Linked DNA regions of Ovis aries: region 2 is linked to region 1. The links are chromatin contacts, called in public Hi-C maps. All regions are on one chromosome and are shown on one strand. The core of a region is the stretch at or near the end of the contact, and the rest is flanking DNA. Distances in the headings are between cores, read along the strand shown. Region 1 holds the start of DENR (density regulated re-initiation and release factor). Region 2 overlaps KNTC1 (kinetochore associated 1).

Region 1 (4,258 bases), core at 957-3,456:
TGAAATCTCATAGACAGAGGAGTCTGGCAGGCTACAGTTCATGGGGTCACAAAGAGTCTGACATGACTTAGCAACTAAAACAACAATGTGAAGACTCCATCCCATGCAATACATCTTGATATGAGAGATGTGAAAATGTAAAAATATGTATGTCTTAAGATCATTAACACGCTACTAGCTATGTATCTTAAGCATAGGTAAACGATGCATTCCCATCTTTGAGCTTCGATTCTACCCTCTATTTGGAAATTAGAGACAGTCACTACATTGTAAGGATTTTGTAATTCTAATTTGTTAAGCTCAATAAGATTAGGGACTTTGCCTCTTGTTCACTGCTTCCCCAGCACGTAGCACTTAGGGCATTCTCAGTTATCAGTCGTGTCTGATTCTTTGAGACCCCCATGGACTATAACCTGCCAATCTCCTCTGTCCATGGAATCTTCCAGACAAGTATACTGGAGCCGATTGCCATTTCCTACTCCAGGGGATCTTCCTGACCCAGGGATTGAACCCACGTCTGTTGTGTCTCCTGCATTGGCAGGTGGCTTCTTTACCACTGTGCTACCTGGGAAGCCCCTGGCACATAGTAAGAACCCAAGTTTTATGAAATGAAGTCACCTGGACTCGATCTCCAAATGAACAGGTTCTTGGCATGTTAAGTGTCAATAAACGGAAGCTTTTATTATTGGAATCAAATAGGCTTAGAAACAAGATCTTTTACTATCTTTTAGAATTGATGCTCTTCTGTGAGAGGGGGAAACCACTCATTTATATAAGAAAGATATCAGAGTAGAGGTCATAGTCTCTGGTGCAAAAGATTATGCTAGATGGCTTCATACACACAAAGCTCTGAGCAGACAATTTAAGGGTGGTACTGGTGGTGGCAAATGAAGTTGTAGTCAAGGGGAAGAATGAAACAGATGTGAGTGGAGGAAACAGCAAAATAGAAAAGAACCACCTCCAACATCTACAAAGCACTTTTGGTCTCCATTTCCCTAACCCACATCTCTTCAACTGTTGTAGTGTTATTCCCATTTCCTAAATAGGACTCAGGCTGAAAATGGATACGAAGGGTTTTTCCCAAAATGAAACAACTAGATGGAAGCAAAGCCAAGACACACCGTGAGTGAAAACCTGATGAGAAATGGACTATTTCCTGCAGTATCAGTAAACAAAGGATGTCACAGTCATCATCACCACCAAACTATGAGCTGGTGAACCCTGAGGGAACTTGGGAAGGAAAAAACTACCTGCCATCTAGCAGTCATCAGACTACAGCTACTCCCTACAATGAGCACTGAGGAAACTCAGGATGGGAAAACACAGGATATTGGCCCCAGGTAGCTGACGTGTATATTAAAGGAAAGATTTCAGTAAGCCCAGACTCCTGCATCTACTCTCACACAGAAAAATCACTTAATTTCTTTACTTGACATACCTGATTTTCTTTAATTAACAATAATCTTTTGGTTTTCAGACTACCTGCTCCTTGCTGCAAAATGCCTATATATCCTGGCTTCTGTCCTCCCCAGAACAGTTCTCTCAGGGTTAACTTGAGAAGCTGCCTCCTAGGCTTGAAGCCCTAAAATTCCAGCCAAGTAAAACCTAACTCGCAATCTTGAGGTTGTGAATACTTCTTTAGTCTACAGTGACGTGGGAGAGTTTAATTCCAATTTAAAACATATATAAGGATCAGTAAACACCAGGAAGCTGTGAAAATAGTTGTTAGGTTGGTGAAATTGCAGGACAATGAGAAAAATGGAATAGCATTGACACTGTCTTTTTAAAAAGAATTCCGCCAATATAGGGCAGGTCGTTGAAATTAAACCAAACGCATTTTCCAGTTGCAATCTCCCCGCGGAGGAATGACATCCAATAGGCTGGAGGTTAGTCAGGACTGAAGGAGGCACTCCAGACCCCAGGGCCACGGCCACGTCCCCGCCTCAGCAGCAAGCAGTAAGCAGTCTTCGCTTTCCAAAGAGCGCCCCCTTTCGCGCCGCGACCGCGGACCACCCACCCTCTCCCACAAGTAACGAGCACCGCCTACTGGCTGTCAGCCTCTAGGCTGCTTGGCCCCGCCCCTGAGCGAAATGCGCATGCTCTCCAATTCCTCCCCGCCCCAGCCTTCAGGCTTCTCGCGACAGCCGCCCGGCGGCCACTGAGTCTCGCGATAAAGGCTTATTATCTCGCGGGACCGCCGCTGGTAGACGCGCTCTCGGGCGGCTCTGGCTGGAGAAGAGGAATCGCATGTGTCGCTTCAGCTGGCGGTAGTGGCGGGAGCGGAGGCGGTGGAGGCTGTGCGACCGCCTGGGTAATAACCCCTCGTGCCTCTCCCGCTTCGGAGAAGCTTGTAGAGAGCGTGAGGAAGCTGAGGTGCTGTCCGGCGGAAGGGGGCCGGGCCGGGCGCCTCCACACCCCCGCCCACATGGGCCGCTCTGGTGTCCCCGGGGTTGCCCCTGTCGCTTCAGGTCGCGCCCTCACACCTGACCGCCCTTGTCGCCTTAGTCCTGTTACATTCTGCTCCTTTCTGGTTCTTTTGCCCGTATTCTTATCTCCTCAGACTCTAGTCTCCCCGCCCTCTCCCACTTCCATCCCCTCTCCCGACTCTAAAGCGTCCCTTTCTTGGCATCCAGCCGCCCCCACACCCTGCACTCTGGGCGCCTCCGGCGACCCACCCCTTCTTCACCCCCTCTTCGTAGGTTTTTCCAGCCCCTTCAGCTGCTTCGTGGCCTTTCTCTGTTGTACTTTGCATCCCTCCCGAATCACCCCCTAAACCTTTTGCCTTGCCCCCACCGAGGTCACTATCCCCATCCTTTTTTCCCATTGCTGCTGCTTCCACCGGTGCCCCCCCCCCGCCCCGCCCCTCGTTGTCATGGTCCATTTGCTATGAATCTCACTGTTGTCGCTCGCTTTCCTGGAAAATGGTGTGCCCAGAATTACTCATATTTTATGGATCCAGCTTCTTACCTTTCATTCAGCAGAGAATTGAAACAGATTTGGGGTGGGGGGATTTCTACTGGAAGACAAGGTTACACTTGAACAGTGTTTCTCTCAGGGCCTTGGTCCCAAATAGTGAAGCTGTGTTATTTTCTTTTCTGACAGGTTTTGAAATGGCTGCTGACATTTCTGAATCCGGTGGGCATGATTGCAGAGGAGACCAGAGGAGCAACACCAAGTTAGATGCAGATTACCCACTTCGAGTCCTTTACTGTGGAGGTAAGTGTTGGAAGGCAGAAAATGGCTTTTACTCACCGTATTTTTAGACGTTATGATCAGTGGCTTCACATTTGGTCCAAGTAATTTTTTCATCTTTGTCATTTGGTGAATCTTTAATTGGGAGTTGGGGAAGAGGAGGCATGGATGAACAGATTTTCCCAACCTGTGGGACTTGTGTCTTGCTACTTGGCCTGGAGAAATTTTCAGTCCAGTTGGAATAGACATGTGTAAATAGATTATTCCAGCCCAAAGTAACTTTCCAGTCTGGCCGTTAAAGTTGGGCTTCTTGTAAGATAATTGACTCTTAGGGATGACTGGATGAGGGAGTGGGAAAATGCATCCTAGATGAAGTGAATAGCTGTGTAAGGAAAAGCTTGTCTGTGGAGAAATAAGCAGTTTTGTATGAGTATAGTGTGTAGTGTAGGAATAGTGTAATAACAAGTGGAAGATGATGAGACTGGAGTGATGGACAGTAGGACAGTTGATTAATAAAATGTGGATCAGGGTTTTTTTTTCCCTTTGAGTGTGTTTCCTCATTTTCAGTTCAGAAATATTTGTTAATTGGAAATAGCTAATTTTACTAGCATCTTGAAAAGGTTCAGAAAAATTTGAAGACATACGACAGTAAAGTAAAGGGCAAGTAAATATTATCTTTTTCAGTAAATATTTTTGGCCACTTACTACGTGCCTAACTGTTTTGTGTGCTGGAGACTGAATAATAACTAAGTTCGGAGAAGTCATTGTTCTTGTGGACCTTACCTTCTGTGAATGTAATGGAGATTTCTTCTGGAATTTAAGTACTATAAAAGGAGAAGTGATGTCACTGAGTTGAAAAATTGTATCGACTCATCATTTATTTACTATCTTTGATTAAGAAAATAAAATGAGTATAAAATATCCCAGAGAGTAGGCAGGGGAACTTTATGTAAGGTTGACTTTGGAGTCATGGACCAGGGTTTGCATCCTTACCTTGGGCTTTACCAGCCGCTTCTGCTTTATTCTAGCTCTGTGACCTTGGGCAAGTTACCTGATTTCACTAAGG
Region 2 (4,258 bases), core at 1,202-3,701, 100 kb before region 1:
GGCAAGTCCGATACCATGGACTTCTTTCTGCTTGTTTACCACCTGTGATCCAGCCATAATTAGAGGTTGTCATTTATGAACAAGTAATATTTTTTGAGGTAACGTTGATATATATATACTAAGCTGCACGTGCTTTAGGTGTGTCATTTGATAAATCTTGATGTGCACCTGTGAAGCCATTGCCATAGTCGAGATGGCAGACCTGCATATCACCCCCACATTTTCCTCATGCCCTTCTTCTCTTTGGTTTCATAGTTTAGATGACGCTTCAGTCTTTATAACTGAATATTACAAGCATTGTGGGAAGCCCATACCACCAGGCACCACTCCCTGTGAAACTCTGAAGGTAAATCTGGCCCGAGTTACTGGGTTTTAACCTGACACCATTTCTATTTCTAGGGTCTTGATATTGAGCCAGCCTGTTCTGAAGATAGATGTATTTTTATGTGCAACTGCCTGTATTTTCACAGTTCACTTTTTGTGTGACAGAGTCCCAGACTCGGAATCAAAGGCCTTGGTTCTACTCATTTGTGCCAGGAAGCAGCCATTTGGCCTCAGGCCAGTTGCTGTACCTGAGTGGCCTGTGGTTTTCAGATCTGGCCCTCCCAGCCTTTCAGGTGCTCTCAAGAATCACGACTCCTTGTGGAGTCTTGTTTTTAATACAGGAGCAGGTGACAAACCAAGTTTTATTGTATTTACTTATTTGGCTGCACCTCGAAGCTTGTGGGATCTTAGTTCCCCACCAAGGGACTGAACCCCGGGCCCACGGCAGTGCAAGTACAGAGTCCTAACCACTGGATCACCAAACTAAATTTCAAAGCACATTGATTAATGTTGTGCTGGAGTTTCCATCACTTTTATTTCTTTTTCTTTAATTAGCTAAGACATATATGTCCAGTATAGAAAAACAAAAATCTGCCGGAGAAAACAATAATAATAACAAAAAAACTGAACACTTGAAATCTCAGGAACCAGAGATAAGATCACTGTTAACATGTTCATGTGCATTCTCCCAAATGCTTTTGTGTATAAAAACCGCACATAAATCATTTTTAGTCTTGTTCTGAACTTAAGTATAAGGTAAAATTTTTCATTTTGATCTTGTTTTGGTAGTTTTAGTAAACATAATTAGGTTATTGTGGTTTTTTCTTCCATTGGTCCAGATCAAGCATATTAAAATATTTAGCCTACATTTTGTTAACATCCATTAGTAACTTCCTTTGTTCATTTCCAGTCTATTGTGATCAATGGCGTAAGATTACTTTTTTCAAAAAGGGAGAGTATTGATTCAGGAGGCAAGTTTGTGGCCCTTAGAATGTATCTGTTTTTCTCTGATCATAGTTGTCTAAAATGCAAAATAACCTCATACATAGATTTTTAGCAATATAGTTAAGCCTTTTCTGTAGTTTGTCAAACAATTTTCTGTTTAAAACACTGACACTCATAAAAATGCTTGTGTTTCTTCCCATTTAGATGTTTAATGGATCCTAATAGATCAAAGTTTTTTCAAGAAGAACAAGAAGTTTGGAATCTGTTAATAACTGACACTATTTATTACAGTTTTTAAATTGTGCAATCTGTGTGCAATAGCTATTGTCAAATATTCCCCAAGAAGTAATAACTAAGATGCTTAATAACAGCAGAACTGCCTGATAAACAACTCATGTCCCAAATTAATAAATCTTTTCCTTGCCAGTTACGTGCATAACTTGTAGAGACTCTGTTTTTTTGTACTCTATATGAAGAAAAGTATTTTGTTCTCCCAATAAGTAAAGCAACTGCTTACATCCTTCTCTTCCACCTATGTAAATAAGAATATCAGTTTCTTTTTTTTTTTTAAGTCTTTATTGAATTTGTCACAATATCGTTTCTGTTTTATGTTTTGGTTTCTTGGCCACAAGGCCTGTGGGATCTTAGCTCCCCGACCAGGGATCAAACCTATGTCACCTGCATTCGAAGCTGAAGTCTTAACCACTGGACCGTCAGAGAAGTCCCAGAATATCAGTCTTTTTAACTGATAGTCATTCGAGTAAATATGTCTATAATCTTTGCTGCCGTGTGTATCCATCAGTGGCCAGCCAGATGTACAGAAACCACTCTAGATAGTTGAAGCGGAGAAGGATTGAGTGTCAGGAACTGATTACAAAGGTGTCAAGAGGACTGAAAGGCAAAAGGGAGATGAAGAAGGGGCACTGGAGAAGCCAAAGGGAAGGGGCTATTAGCCTAACATCAGAACCTGCCTTTGGGGACTTCCCTGGCGGTCCAGTGGTGAAGACTCAGTGCTTCCCATGCAGGGGGCTCGGCTTCCATCCTTGGTCTGGGAACTAAGATTCTGCAGCAGCACATAAAGTGGGAAAAAAAAGAGAAGAAGCTGCTTTGGCTCTGAGCCGGGGATGCTGCTGTTCCAGAGACTGAGCCTCCTCCCCCTGGCACTGCTGCCCCTGCAGCCCTTGGTTATCCTCCGCTAGTGCTGCACTGCCAAGCCCCCCCTCCAGTAGGCAAAAAAAAACAGCAGCATTTTGCTTTCAGCAACCTTCTAATTCCCGTGCCTGTGCCAAGAAATGACAGAGCTAAACAGAAGCCATCTGGCAAGGAGCCTGAGAGATGAAGGCTGCAGGCTGTAAGCCCCTGGCAGGACAGGAAGGAAGCTGGCTGGAAGGGCTGCGTGAAGCTGCAAACCTTCCACCCAGCACACAGAAATGTTAATCACACTTCTTTTGGTTCTACTTGTGAATAAACTGGAGCTGATAATACTAGAATTCATTTGCCTTTGTTTGGCTTGTTGAGAAAAATGTTTCTGTATAGGAAAGTCAACGTAATACGATTAAAAACATGGGTTTTGGATAAATAACAAGTCTGGGTTTGACCCCCCTGGTTCCATCACCTACTGTGATTTCCAAAGGTCTTCACGAAACCTTATTCCTACCAGAAACAGATGTCTCCTTTACTGCATCCTCCCAAAAGGTGGGCAGTTTTTCTTTTTAAAACTTTTTGCTAATTTGATCAGTGAAAATAGTGTCTCGGTATTTACGTTTGTATTTCTTTAGCATCTATGTGATTAATCCTTAAGAAAACTGTAATTATAAGGCTGAGCTCACAAGTAGAGCCTGTGATTGTTATTCTTGGGCATAAATGTGCAAGGAACAAAAGGGTCATGTGGTGGCACTAGAACGTAACAAATGGAAATGACCGTTCCGCTTCATCAGCAGTCGCCAACCTTTTTGGAACCAGGGACTGGTTTTGTGGAAGATAGTTTTTCCACAAATGGGGGTTGGGGAGTGGGTGTGGTTTCGGGATGATTCAAGCACATTACATTTATTGTGCGCTTCATTATTATGACATTGTGATGTATAATGAAGTAATTACATAGCTTACTATAATGCAGAATCAGTGGGAGCCCTGAGCTTGTTTTCTTGCGCTCAAGCAGTAATGCGAGCAATAGGGAGTGGCAGTAAATATAGATGAAGCTCCACTTGCTCGCCCGCTGCTCACCTCCTGCTGTGTGGCCTAGTTCTTAACAGGGCACCTGCCGGTACTGGTCCATGGCCCAGGGGGTTGGGAACGCCTGCACTTCCTGGGCTCAAGCTGGGCTAAAAAGGATTTCTTTCTCCATCTTAACACTGGTTTCATTGTTCAGAGTAAAGTTCTGGATGTTAACTAGATTTATTGTGGTGATCACTTCATCAAATATACAAATAATGAGTTATGTACACCTGAAACTATTATTACATGTCAGTTATCCGTCAATACAATAAAATAAAATAATTTTAGATTAGGAATCATGTCAAGTTGGTGGAAGATGAATAGACATGCACACAAGTTCTGATAGGGAGCAGGTTAGCTTTTTTATTTTTTAAGCTTATTTTATTTTTTGGCTGTGGTGGGTCTTCGTTGCTGCATTCAGGCTTTCTCTAGTTGAGGCGAGCAGGGTCTACTCTTCGTTGCAGTGTTTAGGCTTCTCATTGCAGCCGCTTCTCTTGTTGAGGAGCACAGGCTCTAGGCACACAGGCTCAGTAGTTGTCATGCAAGGGCTTAGTTACTCCTCAGCATGTGGAATCTTCCAAGACCAGGGATCAAACCCCCGTGGCCCTTGCATCATCAGGCAGTTTCTTAACCACTATATCACCAGGTAAGCCCACAGGTTAGCTTTTAATATGCCCATGAAGTGGTTTTTTGCTATTGGGCTGGAAGAAGCACAAGCTGGAATCAAGATTGCCGGGAGAAATATCAATAACCTCAGATATGCAGATGACACCAC

The links. A called contact is a pair of places that touch in the nucleus more often than the background predicts.
Region 2: a Hi-C map of hypothalamus shows a contact between it and region 1, with 7 times the contacts expected there. The contact joins the enhancer-like site here to the promoter of DENR in region 1. A contact is called at or near these places in 15 of 16 Hi-C or Micro-C datasets (blood, hypothalamus, liver and 7 more).

The regions. Positions count from the first base shown.
Region 1 is chr17:52,789,481-52,793,738 of ARS-UI_Ramb_v3.0, reverse strand. It overlaps DENR (density regulated re-initiation and release factor), which reads left to right and starts at 2,206. Exons shown (of 7, transcript XM_060400753.1): 1 at 2,206-2,373; 2 at 3,103-3,216. The coding sequence starts at 3,111.
Region 2 is chr17:52,889,559-52,893,816 of ARS-UI_Ramb_v3.0, reverse strand. It overlaps KNTC1 (kinetochore associated 1), which reads left to right. Exons shown (of 61, transcript XM_060401137.1): 61 at 256-1,705. The coding sequence ends at 376. Among named protein-coding and RNA genes, the nearest start is that of HCAR2, 54 kb to the right of the region's middle. Within about 2 kb of position 2,451, at least 19 of the 54 cell types and tissues checked have an H3K27ac peak or open chromatin away from gene starts, as enhancers often do. A contact at or near this core is called in hypothalamus and tail adipose tissue, where this site is marked.